2 separate regions of the Bicyclus anynana genome follow, and region 1 is linked to region 2. Evidence: chromatin contacts called from public Hi-C data. All regions are on one chromosome and are shown on one strand. Each heading gives the region's core, a stretch centred on a gene start, on an enhancer-like site or on the middle of the called end of the contact. The rest is flanking DNA. Distances are from core to core; before and after follow the strand shown. Region 1 overlaps LOC112045659 (aquaporin AQPAe.a). Region 2 holds the start of LOC112045659 (aquaporin AQPAe.a).

Region 1 (4,865 bases), core at 917-3,416, 49 kb after region 2:
GATTGTAGTCAAGGGCAAACTTGTAAAAGAATAATATATATATATATATGTGGAGTTGGAGTGTGACGTGAAAGTATCAAAATCAAAAATCATTTATTTCAAGTAGGCTCAGTTTACAATCACTTATGACACGTCAGTTGACTATTTGTAAAGATTCTACCACCGGTATTATAGTTTAAGCTAGCCTGCTCCTCCATTGTTGTAAATTTTTGCTCACAAGTTTACTACAATTTCAGATACAGCAATAATTTATTACATAATTGTTATCAAAAGACAGGATAACGAAGATTAACTATATCACCATATGCTATTGTCTCTTTACACAAGTAGCAATGGCGTTACTTTAATAGATGATATTGTTATCAGAGTTAATTTATTACTGGTAATGAGCATACTTTAGATGAGCTACTGCCATTTTAATAATGATTACTGACAGTGTTATCAGGTGTTAATGACATCGACCGGGCTTTAGGTACGTACCTTGTGGCTTGTGGGTACCTTACGTATACCTAATGGTTCCTTGTTGACTACGGAACCCTAAAAAGGAATATTGTGAAGAGAAAGGTACCTAACAGGGCGTTGGTTAATAACAACGCGATTCCTGTCGGGTTACCTAATTCTTGAAAAAGATGTATATATAATAAAGTAAAGTACGGCTTATATCTATTTATTACGGGATATCTTACTATACCGACCTATTTTCTAGAAAATTGACACAAAAAGTTTTAACATCGATTATCTCGTGGTAAAATCGCAAGCAACGTCTAGTTAATTGTTTATATCAGTTCCAATATTCTACCGTAACTTAAGACAACTTTAACCAAGCTGCAGAATTAATAATAATAATTAAATTAATAAGAAACAAATAAGTAACAAATTCTTGTGAAATCCGGGACATAACCTCGGGTACAACCTTTATCGCATAAACCACAATAATATTATTTGTTATTAAAATTTGTGAAATACCTTTGCATTGTTCAAAATAATTATAATAATAATTTACTAAATCAAGGATAGTAATTAATATTCATAATATTACTTACAAGAAGTATTATAATTATTATTTTTTCCTTATGCAAATTTGACTTCCCTGAAACTGAAAATGCGGTTTCAAGCAATAATAACAACGATAAACAGTAATCATTGGTGGTGATGGTTCATATTATTAATATAAATAATTATTTAATTAATTTTTCATTAATAACTAGACAATTACTAGAGTAGAACTAGATAGATACAACCGTAGATACCGTAAATACCGCTGAGCCAACTGTGGCAGAAAAAAAAAACACGTCTTATCAGAAAACGTATAGGTATAATTTTGTGTAAATGTAGTAATTAAATTAAAAGTAATAAAAATTAACAGAATAGTATCTGAAATAATCGTCACTTCTAACTACTGTGTATTTGTGGCGCTTGCCTTTGAGATTTTAGGCCCATGGTCATCAGATACCAAAAAAAAATTCAATACTCATCATTAGCAAACAACAGCTCACCAGTAAGCACGAGTCTTCTCTCAGAATGAGAGGGGTTAGGCCAGTAGCCCACCACGCTGGCCCAATATTATGTGCAAACTACACACACCTAGAGAATTAAGAAAATTCTCTGATAGGCAGGTTTCCTCACGATGTTTTCCTTCACAGTTTGAGACACGTGATATTTAATTTCTCAAAATGCAAATAACTGAAAAGTAGGAGGTGCATGCTCCGAACCGGATTTGAACCTACTCCCTCCGAATTTAAGGCAGAGGTCATCCACTGGACTATCATGGCTCTTATAGGCGGAAAAAAAAATTTCAATACTATGTCTGACAAATTGATCCATTTGTCAGGTGACCCAAGAGCTGGCGCTTAATGAGATAAAGGATAAGGATAAGCCTTGCCATCCAGGGGTAATAGTGTATTTCTTATAAACATTTTACTAACCGACTTCAAAAAAAGGAGGAGGTTCTCAATTCGAGTCTGTTTTTTTTATATCCTGTAACAGTCAATTATACATATGTATTTTTATATTACAGGCAATAGGTCATGTATCAGGAGGTCACGTAAACCCGGCGGTCACAGCTGGTATGGCTGCGACCGGTAAAGTGAAGCCAGCCAGAGCCGTGCTCTACGTCATCGCTCAGTGCGCGGGCGCAGCCGCTGGCTCCGGACTCTTGAAGGCTTTCACCCCCGACACAGTGGCTGGGAAACTCGGCGTCACGGGACTGGGCAAGAATGTGACCGCTTTGCAAGGCTTCGGTATCGAATTCTTCCTGGGATTCGTGCTAGTGTTCGTCGTTTGTGGGGTAAGTCGAGTAAAGCCTAGAGTATAAAGTAGGTAGTAGTCATAGATTTATAATACATAGATAGTGTGTAGTCGCCGGATTCGTAAGCAGTTTTAAGTGCCCCGAAATCGGGGCACTTTACGGATCGCTACGCTTCGATAAGTATGATTGAGTGCGAGTCGGCGAAGTTAGCTTAGCTCCTACACAGTCACAGAAGTGGCTTACGTTTGAAGTCAAAAATTGTTAGGTGTAGCGGGTCTACAGGTTATCAGTCTAAGGTAGTATTTATCAAGTGCATCAAACTCAAACTAAAAATTCATTAATTTCAATTAAACTTAGTTTACAAGCACTTTTGAAACGTCAAGTTATAACATGATTTAATGATAATTGAAGACGAAAACTTAAAATTAAAGTTACGATGTTTCTAAACGCGCCTTGATCTGAGAGAGAAGTATTATTTATATAATTGTATTTATTATTTCATACATGATGAAAGCAATTTAGGTACTATACTATACTATATACTATTATACAGATATATGTAATATCTGAGAGAAACATTTAATAAAGTCGTTTTATAGCAGTCACGGAAAAGTATTATGAACAAGTAGTCATTCGAATTCAGAACAATATGTTGGCTTTGAAAAAAATCAAAATCCGCTACCAAAAATTGCAATGTAATAAACAATTTACCAAAAAAAAAATAATAATAAGGGGTTTAATTTTCTATGGAAATATCTCAATAACTAATTGTATTATAATATTCTTCAGAAAGAGTCTGAATAATATCCTTTCTATATCCTATGCCTATGCGTTTTTGCCCATAGGCATAGGATATAGAAAATAATTTACTGATTATTTTTTCATTTTCAGTTTTGGTTCAATTCCGAACTTTAAAAACTCGAGCCTATATTATAAGTAGGTATCCTACGCGTCTGAAAAGCAGACCAGTTAAGTTTTTGTTTGCGGCAAAGTTGAACTTGTAAGATTTCGGTGTCGATTACTTCCTCGAACTTGCTCTCATTTTTTACAGATCTGACGATAAGTATTTATAGTTATGTATCACTGTGGCATGATTTTGAGTAAACCGGTTTACATTGTGCCACAGTTCCATGGAGTTCCTACCACGTCATTCTAGATCACAGTTTCTCAACGTGTAGTCAAAGGCCCATATGTGGGCGACCTCAGTTCCTCAGCTAGGCTATAGAGGGCCTAGAGAAATTTAGTGAGCAAAGATGGAATTTAGCCAGATTATAATAGTCTATAATAATAAATAGCGAGTAAAACAAGAAAAATCCATACTTTAATTATTTGTACGTGAACATTCACAAGTAATTAGATGAACATGAAAATTGAACTAAAAGATTTTACATGTATATGTACGAGTACATAGGTGCATGAAACTGCCATTGATCACGTGACCTGTCTATAGCAAATGTCAATCCCATACATTTTTCTAGTTTTCGAAGCGTTAGCGATCGTAGAAAGAGAATCGACGTGCCACTTGGCTAGGGCGGCTGGATTGGTTAAATCTTGATTTTTAAATCGAATTTTTGTAAGAACTTGAGGTATTGTAAAAATGTCTGAAAAGGGCGGTTGACAAAATACTCGTAAAGCCGTAAGGTTGAGAACCTATGTTCTAGATGAATAAACTTGACGGACTCTCGTAAAAAGCATTATATTCTAATGAATTTCTTGTTGAATTCAAATTGCCGATCGTAGCTGTAATTTGAGGCAAGTATGGAATCTTGCCAACATTTCCAGGCGATTTACGATTTAAAATTTTAATGCTTTGTTTGGATTAGTACTAACGAGCTCTAAACCATCAGCATATTATGCACATAGTAAAGTACACAACATTGCATATTTAAAGCGGCAAGAAATAGGCTCCTACGTTATGTTAGGTGAAGCAATTAAATGTAGACGTATACTTGTAACATTACTGCAATCTTATTTATCCAAGAATCTCATCTGAAACTCTGAATTCGAAACTAATAAACCGATTTTAGTAAAAATTATTTCACTGTTAGGAAGCTACATTACTTTGTCGCGATCGACATGATGCATGCACATCGCGACCAACACACGATCAGTTTTATCGGATGTCAAGCCGTTAGCGCTGCGGGCATGTGAGATTACTTGATCGTCAGCTGACATTAGGGATAATGACCTAAGCAATAATTTATTTTTTGTCAGAGGTTAGGTTAATCGAATGAGGTGCTAATTCTATGGTGGTTATAAGTATGTGTCCACCTTTATTTAAACCTAATACGTAAACAACGCATATTTACGCCTGCTGTAGAATAGTAATAAAACATTAGCTTCCGTGATGACTGTCATTACTAAAGTGAATCGAGTTAATCCAGGCACGCTAATTTGTGCACATTGAAATATTCAAATCGTTGCTAGGTAGGTATTCGTTAAGCAAGCGGTTTTTCCTTCACTTCACGGCATTTAGGTACCTACCAATGTGAACAACAAAAACAAAGCAATTTGTTTTAAAGAATGAATTCTAAGAAATTAGTTAAATGGTCAGAAATAATTATATATTTAGATTAAATTCACATCTGCAGTTAACACTTATTTTACTGCAGGTAAC
Region 2 (4,464 bases), core at 1,289-3,788:
GGGCACTGAAAGAATTTTTCAAATCGGACCAGTAGTTTCTGAGAATAGCGCTTTCAAACAAACAAACTAACTCTTCAGCTTTATAATATTAATATAAATTTTACACACAGTTGTGTATGTCACCGTAAAAATGTAAATACCGTTATTTTGTCTTGTGTTTGTTTGTAATGTGTCTCGCGAGATTGTAAATTTTCGATAAATTGTGAATTCTGGTTTTGATTGTGATATTGTGACAGGTGTCACAAGTAACCATGGCAACACGTACGAAATGTTCAATTATTATTTAACCCGCGACTTCGTCCGCGTAAAACTTCATGTAAACTCTCAACTACTCTTAATTTTTTATTTTTTTTCTGTCATAGGAACCTTCTCCTGACAATAACAAACACACCCAAAAAAAATTGTGAAATTGGTCCAGCCTTTCACGTGTGATGGCGTGACCAAGGGATATATGGATTATTTTTTATATAATACATAGATTAATGAACTGGTCAACCTCTATAAATTTTATTTATTTACTTAACAAATTTTTTTCAGAGCCGGTCAGAAGAGAAAAAGCGGTTCCGACTCGCTGTGAAATTGGTGATGAATCGTAATATAATTTTAATTATTTAATTATATTTATCAATTACGCTAATGTTAAATATGAGAATTAACACTAAGATTGTATTTTAACTATGGGACGCCTTTACCTCTCACTCGCTAAAACTCGCGAGGTAGGACTCTCGTCTTTTTTTTTTTTAAGAATATTTGCCATACATTTTATAAATTTGACCAATATTACTATTGTCTGTATTGAGGAATAGTATGAGTAGAACTAAATAGTGCGTGTGGGTTTATTGACTCGTGTAACATTATTTAACGGCCTCCGTGGCGCAGTGGTATGCGCGGTGTATTTACAAGACGGATGGCCTGGGTTTGATCCCCGGCTGTGCCGATTGAGGTTTTCTTGATTGGATCTGGTCGTTACTAGTTACCAAGCGAATTAGCGTTCCGGTACCATGTCGTATAGAAACAGAAAGGAGTGTGGATTTTTTATCTTCCTTACAGCTTCCATCTTAGATTGGATCATCACTTTTCACTTAGGTACCATCAGGTAGTCAAGGGCTAACATGTAAAAGTCATTCTATTTAAACGGCCTACAACAAGGCCGGGCCTTTATCCTGTTAAAGAGGGGATATAAAGCTTGGACTCTGCCACACTGCTCTATGACGGATTGGCGTGCTTGGGTTGTGATAATATTTGTTGTAGGTAATGACCGGGACTGACGATTTAACGTGCTCTCCGAGGCACGGGGTTGTAACCAGTGGCGTGCACTTCATAGATGCATAAACGCAATGCATACCCTGAGGATTCCATACCATAACCAGGGATGAGCTATGGACTCCACGTAAACCATGCGAGTTTTAGCGGACGCTTTAATACAGAGACGAGTAAATCGATTCAGAGACAATAGCATAAATCATAAAATCAATTTGAATCAAAGACAAATTGTTAGATGAAGTAAAATATAATATTTAGCACGTTTGACGTTAAGCTAGCGGAACCGAAGTGGGGAAACCTTTATCTTCCACTCTGATTCAGCCACATTGATTGAAATGAAACGCACCTCTATAGTCTGGCAAGTTCGTTGGTGACACTCCCATGATATGCGGGCGACGCGGGGAGAGGTGTGAAATTGTGCGTGCGGGGAAGTGAAGTGTGAAATTGAGAGTGCATCAGTCGTGGGTTTTTCATTCATCGCTACACGCCCCCTGGCCCGCGCGGACCATCGGGAGTGTTACGAACGAAGTTGCCAAGCTATAGTTTTACATTATATTTAGTACATAACTTAAGTTTAGAGGATTCCATATAATGTATTTTTGTGTTACTTTACGTAAGCACTATAGATCTTTATTACTGATAATGATAATAAATTATGTAATTGTCAATCTTTAGTATATAATACAAGAAAAATGTAATGTTTACACAACATGTTTTTTATTACTAGATATAGGTACCTAATAGATGTTAGTTTTTGTATAGAGTTAATTAATTATGAGCTAAAATAAATAATAATAAGTTGTGCTTTTAAAGTGTTAGTGTATTGATAGTTAGAAAATATATTAAATACTTATATTTTTGTCTTGAAATTAAGTTATGAAGATTGATAATTAAATACATAATAAAATAATATAAACAAGAGAAATACTTTTTTTATTTTTCCATAAAAATAATTGTTTTTAACGATATCTTATCACATTTTTTTTGTTGAAACTTTCATCAGTTTTATTATTATTTTTCATTTTTTTTCTATAAATTTATTATAGCAATTTACTACAACTGGGAGCTAAATTAATAAACCTCGTTTGAAGGAACACTGCTATAATTATGATGCGTTGGTAATTCTAAGTATGTCGCTATTCAACAATAGATGGCGGTTTTCATTTGCTGCTAATGTTGTTGTTTATCTATGACAGATGGCACCACAAGTCATGCTGGATTAATTACCATGTTTCCCGCCAACAAATCTTCATAACAAGGGCGGCGCGGCGTGTTCAAATTAAACAATCAAACGACATCAAAATCGCGTACCAGCCGGGTGTGAGTGAATAAATCCGAAACAAAAACGAACTAATAAATAGAACGAACTTTAAAACTTTTTCAGTGTAAAAAGTGATATTTCTAAAGTTTCTTAATAATTTTTACTTAAGTTAATCTTCATTCTTTCGGGTGAGTGAATAGTTTAATTTTTTTTATCCCGTTTTTAATAAAATTAAATTATTTTAGGAAACCATTTATGCCTTATTCAATAGACAATTAACATATATCTAAATAAATAATATATTTTTTTCTCACATTTATTTATTTGTCCTTTGGAAAAATATTAACAATATTAATAAAATATTTAAATCGTTGCAAAATATATTATACCAATTTTATTCGACTTCGTCCGCCTTAAATTTAGTTTTTCACAAATCCCTCCGGTACCATGGATTTTTCCGGGATGAAAACTATGTGTTAATCCAGAGTAAAATCTATTTCCATTCCAATTTTCAGTCAAATCGGTTCAGTCATCCATACTAACATCCATACAAACTTTCGCGTTTATAATAGTAGGATTTGGCTAATTAAAAAAAAAAAATAATTATCCGCAGCGTTTAATTTTTATTTTTCAAGGTACCTAATTTAAATAGGTCTATGAAATTCATATAAAATTAATGTAGGTATACGTGCTTAGTTACTAGGTAAAAGGTTTTTTTTGGATAAACAAAAACTTAGTAATTAGTGTTGAATTTCAAAGTAATACCAATAGTTTGCTTTGCTACGAGTAGTTGCATTAGGGTCATAAGATTCGCTAAAACAATTGATAGTGATAAGATAAGATAACTCTTACCACAATATGTAACCGCACACTATAAGGTGACTTTCTAGCACAAAGGGTTTAGTGGACTATTTTGACACTTTACATAATAAACTGTGGCGCTATTGGCAGGGTTGGCAAAATGCCACGGGCCCACGGAACGAAGGGGTCCTCAATCTCCGAGTCCGTGAGAGACTGGAGTCCTCGATTAGCCTATTTAAGCGATGGTGATGATGACTAGGTTTGAATATATTGATTATTATGATACATTCAAGTAAATAAGGTCAATGTTAATTAATTGGTACATAAAAGCAAAGATTGTCTGGATATTTGCAAAGTAAATAAGATTATAAAATTTCAAAATTTATTAAAACCTTTTATCGTAATTGGATGAAAATTCATAGTTTCAGCTTCCCTACATTAAATGTGACATTTTTCATGAACTATAAACAAAACGCACAAATAACTTAAGATACTAGTAATTTTGTTGAACGCTCATACAAATCTAACGATGATTATGACCTACGACGTCATTAAATCGTACCATTTGTATTGGCGTTTTTCAGGAATCCGTGTCAGTGCCGCAAATCTGACCCTTTAAATCCCTGTAGCTCCGAAAGTAATGATCGCAGATATCCTGTTACTTTTTTTTACAAAATTGCTTTACTATTAGCATAAGTACTCCTAATTTAGTCCAATATAACTCTACCTTGGTAATTTTTTTTTAACGAATTTTATTTCCGTGGCGAAGTCCTCAAGATTATAATATTATATAATATAAATATGTGCCACCACAGTGGCGGATTTACAAATTACAATTACAATTTGCTGAAACATTATGTTCTCAGACATTTTTATTACATTTTATCTGTTGGTATAATTGCGATTTCTTTATTTCTGTAATAAAAACTATTTGGGCCAAATTTGCCGCCCTCTGAAATCTTTCACCCTAGGCTGCAGCCTAATTAGCCTACTGGTAAATCCGCCACTGTGTGCCACATTGAGGCGAGGTAAATCGGACTATGTACTTGTACATTGGCGTATCAATATGTAAAATTCTATAAATATGTAAAATTCCAGAGGGTTCCAACTACCAGCTCGTCCTCTGGAGAGTTAACCGA

What was found. A called contact is a pair of places that touch in the nucleus more often than the background predicts.
Region 1: a Hi-C map of whole larva shows a contact between it and region 2, with 2.7 times the contacts expected there. The contact joins the enhancer-like site here to the promoter of LOC112045659 in region 2. A contact is called at or near these places in 2 of 2 Hi-C or Micro-C datasets (whole body and whole larva).

The regions. Positions count from the first base shown.
Region 1 is chr4:8,007,350-8,012,214 of ilBicAnyn1.1, forward strand. It overlaps LOC112045659 (aquaporin AQPAe.a), which reads left to right. Exons shown (of 7, transcript XM_052891604.1): 4 at 2,018-2,287. Among protein-coding and RNA genes, the nearest start is that of LOC112045658, 31 kb to the right of the region's middle. Within about 2 kb of position 2,167, at least 7 of the 8 cell types and tissues checked have open chromatin away from gene starts, as enhancers often do.
Region 2 is chr4:7,958,445-7,962,908 of ilBicAnyn1.1, forward strand. LOC112045659 (aquaporin AQPAe.a) reads left to right here and starts at 2,539. Exons shown (of 7, transcript XM_052891604.1): 1 at 2,539-2,712. LOC112053764 (zinc finger protein 717) reads left to right here. Exons shown (of 27, transcript XM_024093314.2): 27 at 538-1,121. The coding sequence ends at 539.